Linked DNA regions of Mus musculus: region 2 is linked to region 1. The links are chromatin contacts, called in public HiChIP or PLAC-seq maps. All regions are on one chromosome and are shown on one strand. The core of a region is the stretch at or near the end of the contact, and the rest is flanking DNA. Distances in the headings are between cores, read along the strand shown.

Region 1 (5,894 bases), core at 1,645-4,144:
GGAGGGCTAATATTTTATAGATTTGTGGCCTGACATTTTAAATGCTCAAATGAAGCATCTCGGATGCTGAGAAACACCAGACTTCACCTCATTGTTATGATGCAATTAAAATAAATTCCTCTCAACTTTATCCTCTCTTATTGGTTTTAGCTAACTGGCCAGCCAGTGACCTGTCACACACCCGGTCATGAAAAGAGGGAGAAAGACCTTTCTGTCCGCTGATGGACAGGCGGAGGCAGCCTCTCAGCCTTGCCTGTGCACACCCTCTGTACACACATGTAAACGCACATGTATCAGATGCACATTTGTCAATGTACCCAGACAAAGACGTCCAAGACGACGCTTCTAGGTCATAGAACAGTTGAATATGGACTTCATTGTTCAAATTCTCTTTAAATACTCATATAGTCATTAAAACACACCCAGCGAGCCTGCTCCAAATGGCAATAATACCAGCATAACTCATAAGAGCCACAAACACGCCATAGTCTACCTCAGCCACTGCAGGAAAAACAAACAAACCCTACTGTCCGTGTCATTCATCTCAAGACGCTCAAACCAATGATATTGATGTATCTTTGACTTTGTGCCTCAGTTTTAACCATAAAGCATATATAGTTCTATAACCAACCTCCAGGACACATTATATTCTACTGACTAAACTTGCTGTTTGATTTAGACCCGCTAGTTGATTGTGAGAATTCCATAATTGTATGAGAAATTTGTTTTTAATAGGGAATACTTTGAACCAAGACAAAACTAAATCCATAAGTCAAACAGGTTTACCAACAATTAAATTATTTTTTTAACATAAAATTTGCTGAGCTACAAGAGGGAAAAGAAGACACCACAAAGAGTAAAACAACAACTTTAGGAAGCATCCTTGGTAGTGCAGAAATTTGGCAGTGTAAATTTTACTTTAGTAAAATGAACTGAACATACAGTTGACATGAGAAAACCACGCTTTCGGGGCAGTTTCTTTTGCACATAGAGACAGAGTGTGAGACAAGGAGGGCAGAAAGATATGGGCAGGCAGACGCTGACTTTTTGGCAAAGAGAAAAAAAAATCCTATTTAAGCTTCACCCTGAAATCTTTCTCAGCCTTCCCTTTCTCCACAGAACTCACATATTGCACTACAGCGGCAGGTGCTGTGATTATTTGAATGTTTTAAGAAATAACAAGCTATAGCAGGTACTAGCCTATCATAAACCTGGTGTGTAATAAGGTGGTCATAGAGTAAAGCTAGGCTGAGCACTTCTGGCTGATTAGAGACACCATATAACTTTCTCCTACAGAGAATAAGAAAGATAGAAAATAAGTCATTTCAGAGAATTGTGGGTCTTTAAAAAAAACTTCTCTGATTTAAGGAATTATTTGATACTGCAAATGTCAGATTAGAGGCAAGCTCAGCATATAGTGAGACTGAGGCTGACACAGGAAATTTAATAGGTAGCCCCATCTCGACTTAATAGATGAGCATAATTGATTATGGAGAAATGTTAATCTTGCCTCTCCAGTGCAGCCATTTCCATGTCAAGATTACTTTTTACACATACACACACACACACACACACACACACACACACACACGAAGAGGTGATTTTTGAGGAGAAGCTTCGTGTGTGTGTTCCTCATTTTTCAAGCTAAAGAAATTATAGACTTCAAATATATATATATATGTATATATATATATATATATATATATATATGTATATATGAATTGTAGAATTACAGCCAGCTAGGCACATAACTACCACAGAGTTAGAGGTGCTTCACTTTGTATTTTAGGACTCATTTAGCTATAGAAATGCTGTTTAGAAAGGGAAGGGAAAAAAATCACCACATGAATTGTAATTAATTTTACTGAGAGAATGAAGAGACAGGACAGCCGAATTGGGGATGGGGAGGAGCAAAAATATTTTTAAATGCCCTTCTTAAAGATGCTCAGCTGTCTTAACTCTAAGATTTAAAAGTCCTAAAATTAAAAGATACAACTCTATATGTTATTATTTTTAAAAACTCAGCCAAGCCCTTTACTGCAAATGTAAATCTATTTTAATGAGAATGGTGGCAAGCTTTATTTGACTGGTCAAAGTTAGGGGAAAACATTTGTCTTAATATGAAAAAAATATATATCCTCAGCTCCCAGGAATATGGTTTCCTTGCAGAAAGTGGTTGGCTAGTCTGTAATTCTTTACAGATTAAATCACAATATGAATACAGACCCCAGCAATTCCGAGTTTAACTCTGAGCTCAGTAGAATCCAGGATCCATTGAATTTCTCCTTTCCCTCAATCTAGTCGTGTGTGTTTTTCTCTTCCACCACACTGGAGCTCCGTGAATAGAGAAGGGGCTTCCATTGTGTCCCTCTGAACTTCCAAGTCAATGCAATTTTTAACCACTGGCTTGTGGTACTTTGAAAATCACCAGGGGCTGTCAGAGTTGGGTCCTCTGAAAAATTTACAGTGCTAAATCAGAGCATATGCTGGGAGGGAAAAAATTGCTTAAGATTGAAGTAAGTGCAGTATCTGTCTGCCCCCTAGTGTAAGAGTCCTTGCTGCCTAAAATCCAACTTTAAAAGAAAAGGAGCCCTTAAAGGGAAACGACTTGGGGCTCACGTAGGCATAGGAGAATGAAACTTCTGTACATTTTAATCTGAATAATTCTTCAGGATTGAAAATTATTTGGTTGTGGCTTGGTTGGACTGTGCTGGGATCTCGCTGCCTCTACGTTTCCGGAGTCTCTAGTGAAGAGATGATTTTTTTTTTTTTTGAAACTGGGTTTATGTGCGTCCCCCTCACCCCTCCTCTCTTTTTTCTTTCTGCCTCTGTCGTCTCTCTCGCTGGCTTTTTTTTTTTTTTTTTAATGAGGAACCGTTCCATGAACATTTTGCACAGAGCACAGAATTGCTTCTAAAGTCAGCCCGGCGCAGTTGCAATAGACAGCAAAAAGGTAAACGTTTGCCTGAAATCCGCACGCCAGCTTCACCACCCCGCCCGATGGTGAGTACCCTTCTCCTTGAGATTCTCCTAGCTTAACAGAGCGCTCTCCTTCCGGAACCGCGGCCGAGGGCGCCAGGCAAGGCTTTGGTCCCTGCCTGCCTGCCTGCTTGCCTGCCTGCATGTCAGCTGCACAAGGTTGCAAAATGAAGCGCAGAGGCAAATCGAACAGGAAATTCTGATACCCAAAGCCAGCCTAGCAGCCCCTTCGCTAGCAAACCTAGACAATCTGCTGCTTGGAAAACCAGGCATATAGGATTGGTTTTCAGTCAGTTCTATGGAAGGAAATGAGTTTGAGAAGACAGGACGAGGAGATGGGAGGCAACCGCAGTCTTTATGCTTCGGTTTAATCATATTTTGGCAGCTTTGCAATTGTATCCCCCCCTTCCACCTCTGCTACCACATACATGTAATAAAATATGGCAACGCACTGAATTGACTGCCCCCACCCTCCCCCAGACCCCTTCAACCACAGTCCGAGGCATTGCATACACGTTAGCAAAGCGATTTTCTGAAAAGCCCCAAGTCATCCCCAACCCCACACAGCACAAGGAGAAAAGTGAGAAAGAAGAGAAAGAGAAAAAAATACAGTAAGCAAACATACCAAAACCATATTTGCCTTGTTCAAGGTCCCAAACCGCTTGCATCTTCCTTCTAAACTGGAATAACTCTCCTTTAGTTTGGCGGGTGAAATAAATGCTTTGTTGGCCCCCTGAAAAGATGTGTCTTTGATAATTAAAGAGACTCTCCTCCTCGGTGTTTATCTAAGCGATTGTGCAAACTGATAAAAAAGTAGGCATTAGTCTGCAGGGAAAAAGAAAGGTGAAAGAAGAGATCTTCCACCTCAAGGAACTGCTTCCCTGTGTACCAGGCGCTCTCAGCCGTTGGAAAAGCCTGCACACTAACTTTAGAGAGAGAGAGACAGCTTCAGGGAGCTTTGTACATAGCTGCTGAGGAATGCAAGCCTCGCCTTTAAGAAAAAAAAACCCCAAACCGTAGGTAGGAGCTGTCTGGAGTGATCCTTGTCTCTCATCTGATGCCTTAGAAGGAAGAGTGCGTTGTTACACCTTGTTTGGGGCTGGAAAGAGGAGACTTTAAAAACACCCTTCCAATTGAAAAAAAAAAAAAAATCTCCCAACTTAATGAGTTTAGTCGGAGGCTGGAGCAACCCGGCTCAGTCTTAGCAGAAAACCGAAAACAACTATAGGCAATATTGCAAAGCAGGACAACCCCGAGGCACAGCCAAATTCCACCATTTGGGGTTGAGAGGGATGGAAGCTAATCCTAAAGCAAGTTGGGGGGGAAAAACCAGAGGGGGGGGGGAGCTGCAGCCTAAGACTGGCAGACACGGTCCTCTCACCCTGGATCAAAGATAGAACTTGAAACAGGAGGCCAACATTTTTTCCTAGGAATCAATTGGAATCCTCATTTTCTACTTTTAACTCAAGTCCCCCCTCCCCAATGATTTTTCTTCCTCTCCCCTGTGGATTAGTGCCTCCCTCCCCTTTCTACTGTCCATTCTAGAACTTTCCTGAAGAGGAAATCTATTTCTTTTGGGAGGAGGGGTTCCCCTATTTCATGCCTTTAAATAATGAATACTTAATTCACCCCTCCCCTTATCAATTCCCCCAAACGAGTAAAAGAAGCAGAGATACAATAACTGGCAAAACTTGAGAGCAGACTGAGCTGTCTCTTGCAGTTTAGTACAGTTTGAACTAATGGATTTTTGTTGTTGTTGTTGTTTTGTTTTGTTTTAAGAGGAGAAGAATGGGGAAACATGAATCTTTTATTTTAGGAAACTGTTATGGTAAGATGTATGTCAGACTTGACAAATGGAACGAACGCTCTTCACTGCTTCTTGTCCCTGTCTTAAACAGGAATTAAGTTAAACACAGTGCTGAATGTTAATTACATGTTTACTGGCTAATGAAAATTACAAATGGTTTTGCCACCTCAAACAATGATGAAACTCTGAAGACACTGTAATTATATACTTTGAGGGAAATAACTCAGAATATTGATCATAAGAAGTGTAAATCTTTTTTAAACTATTCATTAATACCATAAATATGGGCTACAGAAGTTTTTCCTTGCGGTTTGTCTCATCAGTTACAAAGAGTGGATAGCTGGTGGGACTCCTCCGAAGAGGAGGTGCACTCTGTCTCTTAGAAGGAGGCCACGTGTGTAATTCAGTAATGCCCCCTCCCTTCTGCCCCGCCCCCTTCATCCTAGTTGAAGGTCGAGGGATCTCCAACAGGGAGGCCGGGCTCTGGGCAGGTGAAGGTGATCTAAATCCGGGCCTCTCTCCTCCCCTTCTCTGGCCCTCTCCTCTCCTCTCCCGCCTCCTTTTCTTTTCATGCCAGGTCTGATCGATGACCACCTTCCCCAGCCTGGGCGCCTGGGATAACCTAATGAAAGACCAATTAGACCTGGCAACTCATCGCCACCCAGCTCCCTCCTTCAGAGGTGACTAGGGCATTCATTGCCAGAGAAGGTGGGGGGTAGCGATAGGGATGGAGGTGGCTGTTGTACCAGAAAGGTGGCTCAGACGCTGAACTAGAACTGGGCTTTGGAGTAATTATTTTGTGGTCATTTTCTTCCAACTTTGGTCAAATTTAGAACACTGGTAGCCATTCCAATCTTGAGGGTCAAAGGTGAGAGATGCACTAACCCTAAAAGGCAGGCCCGCCTGACCGAAAGGCCAAATCGGGCAGGGGCATGGGGTTAGGGTGAGGGGTGGCAAAATTCCATGGCTCCTCCAGGGTGGGGCCGGGGTGGGGGCTGAGAGCTGGTATGCAGGAGTCCATCACCAAGTGCAGGTTTAAAGTGAAATATTGAAGATTTAAAAACAAGTGTTCAAGGGTTGTGAGACTGGAGTCCTCCTTCTCCCTGTG
Region 2 (6,033 bases), core at 3,176-5,675, 210 kb after region 1:
AGTCATGGGAACATTTGGGAGCTTTTTTTCTCTTCTTTCTTCTTCTTCTTCTTCTTCTTCTTCTTCTTCTTCTTCTTCTTCTTCTTCTTCTTCTTCTTCTTCTTCTTCTTCTTCTTCCTCTCCTCCTCCTGTGAGTATGTATTAATGAGAAGCTTGGCCCCTACTACAAGGTTAATTTCCTTGGGATGAACCATAGCTTTTTTGACTTCCTATCACACTCCCCAGAAACCTCTGCAGTCTACCATCCTCCAGGCAAAACTCATTTACATTTTTTATCTCCCTACAGTCGGGTATGAAATTCCAGCGGTCATGTTCAGGCATAGCTTAACATAAGAGTCACCTCGATGAGCAACGGCTTAATTTTCAGTGACATTTTGAGTCTGTAGATCTGGACTGGTGGAGACTTCTCTATTGTGACACGTTCATTCTAGTGAGTAAAATTTAGTGTTTAAGATACCGATTTGAAAATTCAAAGCTGTTTTTAATTCCATGGGGTTCCTCTGTCCAGGCAAGGAGGTTGGCTTCTTTCTTCCTCCTTGGAAATATGCCAGAAAGAGGCAGAAAGAACTATGAATATTCCCTTGTTGGAGATGATTTGTAATGTGTGAGACAGAGGTAATTCCATGTGGGAAGCTGGTGGACTTGTCCTGAGGGCTCAGCTCTGCCGCTCATTCACCACATGATTATCCTCTCCACTGTCCGGGGTGGAGGGAGGCAGGAGTATACTATATTGCCCCCGCCCGCCCCCCCCACCATCTTATATGAAGATTAGTGCCAAAGTGATGGTTATTATCAGTAGGCAAACTGACCAGGCATAGATTTGGCCTGATTCACCTGGGGTTATTCTAATTTCTGTGTTCAGAACAGAGGTGGCCCCATAAAGACCCACATATTCAGTATGTGCTTACACAGTACTTAATGGTTCACAGGCCCAGGTCACTGTTGAAATGCAATGGAAAGCAAGACTTCACAAGTAAAATGAATCCCTGAGAGGAAAAGAGGCTTGATCTAAAATGAAAGAGGCACATATTTAACTACTTAACAAGGCACATATTTGCCAACTTAATGTGTACTGGATCTGGTAGGTGATCCAGCTAGCAATGGCTTTAGAAGCTTTGGTCTGGGGCTACAAGGAGAACCTCTTTGGAAGTACTTTACTAACAAGCCTGTGAATCTGAGGTCAATGCCAGCACCCAGGAAAAATAGTGAGGCCTCGTGGTACACTTGTAATCTCGGGGGAAGCAGCAACAAGATGGTCCCTGGGGCTTGTTGCCTGGCCAGCCAGCCCTACTTGGCAAGTTTCAGGTCATCAAGAGACCCTGTGTCAACAAATGAAGTGGTCAGAACTTCGGGGACAACACCTAAGGTTTTCTTATGTACAGATGTACAAACACACACACACATATACAATCACACACACACACACATACATATACAATCATACACACATACACAATCACACACACTCACACACACTTAGTCTGTACTCATACTTGAGGAGTAAGTGTGCCTTCCCTTTTCTCAGAGGGTCAAGAACCCCAATCTCTGCTGGAAACCACAGTGTGGAGGCCCAACCTTTCAAACAGTTTTAAAGTAGACTTGTAATTCTTCCTTTACAGGCCTCAGGAGGAGGCTTAGTGGACTCTGGGAACTTTTCTAGAGCTGCAGAACAAAAGGTGGCAGGTGTTAGGGTCAACTGTCACATAGGTTTGGTGTGAAATCACACTCTTCCCCCTAATTCCAGGTGGCTTCTGTGGTATGAGGAAGTTAGACAGCCGTTGAGAGGACTGTGGTCTGGAAGAGGTGGCCAGGTGCTGAAGAGCTTTACCTGAGTGACTAACTTCGGAGCAAAGGGCTCATGAGTGACAAAGTGGACAAAAGGTCACAGATGCAGGAAGTTGTGGGCCAGACCACTTAAGGCCAGAGGTTTTAGCATCAAGACACTGATCTCAGTGAACACACACTACTGTACTAGGCTTAAAACCAAGATGGACTGGAACGTTTGTTCTGACGTGGCCCTTGGGGAAGGAAGGAACTGGAGCGACTCTGGCTGCTTCCTTGTGGGATCTTGACAGAACTTTGTTATTTCTATACATGTTGTATATGTTTATAGCAAATAATTTCCAGCATTAGGGCTACAACTGATAGGAATCATAACCTTAACACTTGTGAAAAATGCACAAATGTCGCCTTTCTGGTTAGGTATAAATAGAAACTGCTCTCTTTTACTAGTTTCCCTGGCTTGATCTAAACACTGCCCCGCCCCCGCCCCCTCAAGTCTATGCAGAATAGCTGACATTCTTCCTTCCCTCTTAGAGGGCAGATTAGCACCACCTGTCTTGGCTAACATTCACGGGATTCAGCAGGAAAACTAGTATTAGGGAGGGAAAACTCCCTGAATGTGGTATTTTGGGATTACTTCTTTGGTTGCGAAACCGCTACCTTTGTATTCAAAGGTGATGAGACATTTTTCTGGCTAGAAACAGAGTTGGCGCAGTGAGGTGTCAAGTTCAAAGGAGACCCTGAAAAGATCTAAGCCCGATTTGAGCCAAAGCCTTGGGAGGAAGGTGAGTGATGGGTGGCAAGGCTTGCTTACATTGTCGACTTACTGTTACAGTGGGGGGGAGGATTGTGGTCATCCCCTCGCTGAGCCATCCCACCCCTCCTTCTGTGGAAGGTATTAATGTAGGCCCTCCTTCCAACTGGCTCTTTGCCAGCTAGCTGGCACGGTTCAATGGCTTCCTCTGTGAGGCAGTGTCAGGGAAGTTGCAAGTGTCTCCAGGTTCAAAGGGCTTCGAGGTGGGTGTGCTGGATTTGGCGTTCAGAACGGAGCGCATCATGGGCTTCTTGTTTAACCTTTTGCTGTCTGTGGTTTTCCTTTTTCTGAAACGGTGATAGTGGAGTGCTGCTGCAGGCGTGTTGAGAAGATTACGGAGTTCATGTTTGGTGAAGGGCTTTGAGAGTCTCAGATGAAAGGTGTTCCACAAAAAAATCACACTCACACATTGTTTCTTCCCTGGTGCCTTTCTTCCAGGGAGCTCAGACTGCTTGAAAAAAAAAAAAAACTATTTCATTAATCCTCACAGCCTCCCTTTAGCGATTAGTATCCCCTGTTCTCATATCAGAAATTTGGAACATAGGAAGCCAGTGTCATGGCTAAAGTGACCTAGCAGGTCACTGGTAAAATCAACAGTGGGATTCAGGCCCCATCTATGTCTCCATTGACTCATTCATTGGTCAAATATTTGTCCACGGTTATAAGCCAGACACTGGACCTATTGAGCAGGAAGAATATTTTGGGAAACTAAAGTGCATTCTCAGTTACTAAAGGGGTGGAGTCTGCGTACTTGAGTTAGTAGATAAACAACAATATAACATAGACACTCTTTCACAAAGGACAGTGATAAGAGCCGGTATGAGTCCAATCTAGTAAAAAAAGAAAAAAAGAAACACAAACAAACAAACAAAACACCAAATAAGTAACTCAGCTTGACAAAGGATGTCATATGAATGAGCATCTTTTTGAAGGATGAGTTTACCAGCTCACCAGTAGAAAAATACATGCTGAAGAAACGCATCTCAAACAGGAGCATGAAGGATCAGGAGAAATCTGTGGGAAGAGATGGCCCTGGCCTGGTGAGAGCAAAGCAAGCTTGAGTAGAGAAGCGACCTAAGCCGTATGAACTTTATGAGGTAACTGAGCAGCCTCAGAGGTTGCTCCAGGAGAAGGAATGCAGTCACCTTTACAAGGAGGAGTGTTCTCTTATCGGAAGTTGGACTCTTTTACAGTTGCAACTGCCCTGGAGCCAAATGCATCCTGCAAACAGCCAAGTGGAAGATCTCACACAGAAGCCGTTTGTAAATGGTGAGCTGCATCTTTCCTGAATGGTGTGAGATATTTCCTATTGTATCCCACCAAGGACTTGTATCGTTTCTTTGCCTGGAGTATCTACCAGCCCACTAGTCACTTAGAGGCCATGTTGGTTATCAGATCAGCCATCAGGATATTACCCACTTGTGTTCAAGTAATCCTTATTTCATTTAATATACTACTCGAACACAGAGTAGTGGCCTTAGCCATTTTCATACGTCAAACAGAACCTCACAGTACTTCTTTCAAGTATCATTACTAGAAGGGTAAATTGAGTGAAATGTGTTGACAGACTTGTATACCTTCACTATAGTATCTCACCTGTTATTGTTCATCTCTTGTCAGGCCTGCTTCAGTAAATAGCATTTGCCACAGTACACATAGTGCACATGACCATCTAGGCATTATAGCATATTCCCTGTAAATACAATCTTCTGGTGGCTGATCATTACAAGTCTGCATATAGAAGGACCTGTCCAGAAGTCAGAAAAACAGCTCCCTGTTTTGAGACAAAGTCTCACTAAGTTTTACAAGTTGGCCTTGAGTTCACTCTGTAGCCCATTAGGTCTTGAACATGCAGTCCTCCTGCCTCTGCCTCTCATGGAGCTGGAATTATAGGCTTGTGCCAGCAGGTCCAGATCTCCTAAGTGGTTTTAAGACTCTGAGCCACAGTGTTGTTTTGAAATTCTACAGGGGAATGTCAAGAAAACAGCTGTAATAATGCTCTTTCATGGCTACGATGTTTCCTCATTTTAAGAAGCATAGAACTGTCTTGTTAAAATCAAATGATCTATAACACAGCTTTTCAGTGATGGTGCTGTGAGTGACTGCCACTCTTCCGCTTTGAAATCCATCAGGCAAAGTGGTTGGGCCTCCATCAATGACGCATTATAATAGAAAGTGAGCCTTTGTTAGGCTATTTATTCTGTATCTCTTCAAATTAGATACAAGAGAATGATCTTCAATGAAAATGAGTGTGGGTTGTTTTTTATATTTCCCACGATTAAACATTCTGTGATTAGACATATTTATTTTCATTTTTACTCATGCTTATAACCATGAAGTCGGTTTTAAGAATGGGCCCATTATCACTTGTATTTCTTTTTCTTTTTTCTTTTCTTTTTTTTCCCCCCTTGTCAAAACCTTTTAAATGTCTGTCAAGAAAAATTGGAAAAGTCCTTTTGCAGTGTTAGAGGCTCTAAAATGTTTTTCAGGTGTCAATGAGTGTAGAGCTCCAGGCTACTTGTGGAGTAAAAGAGGAAGGCATAGTTAGTGCTGGAACCATAGCTGTTCTGGACCTATCTTTACTTTTGCCATTCAGAGAAGGCAATGAGCTAGAAAAGGCACTGACTCAAAATTCAAAATAGTCTACAAAACTTAAATTCTGACATGTGACCATTCAAACAAGGCTGTATTTTAGTCAACCAGTCAGCCAGTAGATCAACCAACCAACCAACCAACCAATCAATCAATTTATTTATTTATAAGTATATATGTATAAGCCAGAGGACAACTTGTGTGAGTTAGTTCTCTCTCTCTCTCTCTACTATGTAAGTCTCAGAGATTAAACTCAGATTGTCAGGCTGGACAACAGGAGACTATAGCAGTTAACAGTCTCCCAGGACCCTTCTGTATCTTTTGGTTTGTGAGGAGAGCTGTTTGACCATTTATCTATTAGTTTATTTCAAGGGAATGTGTTCTGAGCAACACTTTCTATACCAAGCTTGTTCTTACATATGGTGAGGTGTATCAGCTAGGATAGGTCAGGTTATGCTGCAGGGTGAACCATCTCTAGGTTGCAGCATGTTTAATCTGAGAGGTTGTATTCTAACTCACACACAGCTCATGGCACATGGGAGAGACCTCGCCGAGTGCATTGTTGAGGGCACAGAGGTGAGGTTTCCCTTCCTAGTAGCGTACACAGCAGCAATTGCTCGCTGAAATAGAGAAAGAAAATTCAAGTGGTGGCGACTGAAAGCTTTCCCAGACTCTGAGTCTTCCTATCTATTAACATTACATGGACCAAAGCAGGTCACATATTCATGCCAAGTTTTAAGGAGATGGGGAATTACAATCCTTGTGCATGCCCACAAGATGGAAATCAGCAAAGATTGTAAAGTGTAGTGCTCATTGACAGTTAATATTTTTTCTTTGAAAAGAAA

Evidence for each region. HiChIP or PLAC-seq counts read pairs in DNA pulled down with a chosen protein or histone mark.
Region 2: a contact with region 1 is called in an H3K4me3 HiChIP or PLAC-seq map of the SCID.adh cell line, with 21 read pairs. The contact joins the enhancer-like site here to the promoter of B130024G19Rik in region 1. A contact is called at or near these places in 3 of 39 promoter capture datasets (embryonic stem cells and liver), 1 of 15 datasets of contacts at CTCF or cohesin (the NIH/3T3 cell line), 26 of 484 Hi-C or Micro-C datasets (the AML12 cell line, adipose-derived mesenchymal stem cells, cranial neural crest and 12 more), 11 of 115 datasets of contacts at active chromatin or transcription factors (the NIH/3T3 cell line, the SCID.adh cell line, craniofacial prominence and 8 more) and 2 of 9 other capture datasets (adipose tissue and embryonic stem cells).

The regions. Positions count from the first base shown.
Region 1 is chr7:70,362,489-70,368,382 of GRCm38.p6, forward strand. B130024G19Rik (RIKEN cDNA B130024G19 gene) reads left to right here and starts at 2,895. Exons shown (of 11, transcript NR_045850.1): 1 at 2,895-3,003. It also overlaps a transcript of Nr2f2 not described here.
Region 2 is chr7:70,574,021-70,580,053 of GRCm38.p6, forward strand. It overlaps Gm44812, which reads left to right. Exons shown (of 7, transcript XM_030243182.1): 5 at 3,790-3,865. Among named protein-coding and RNA genes, the nearest start is that of Gm35894, 10 kb to the right of the region's middle. Within about 2 kb of position 4,426, at least 1 of the 459 cell types and tissues checked has an H3K27ac peak or open chromatin away from gene starts, as enhancers often do. A contact at or near this core is called in the SCID.adh cell line, where this site is marked.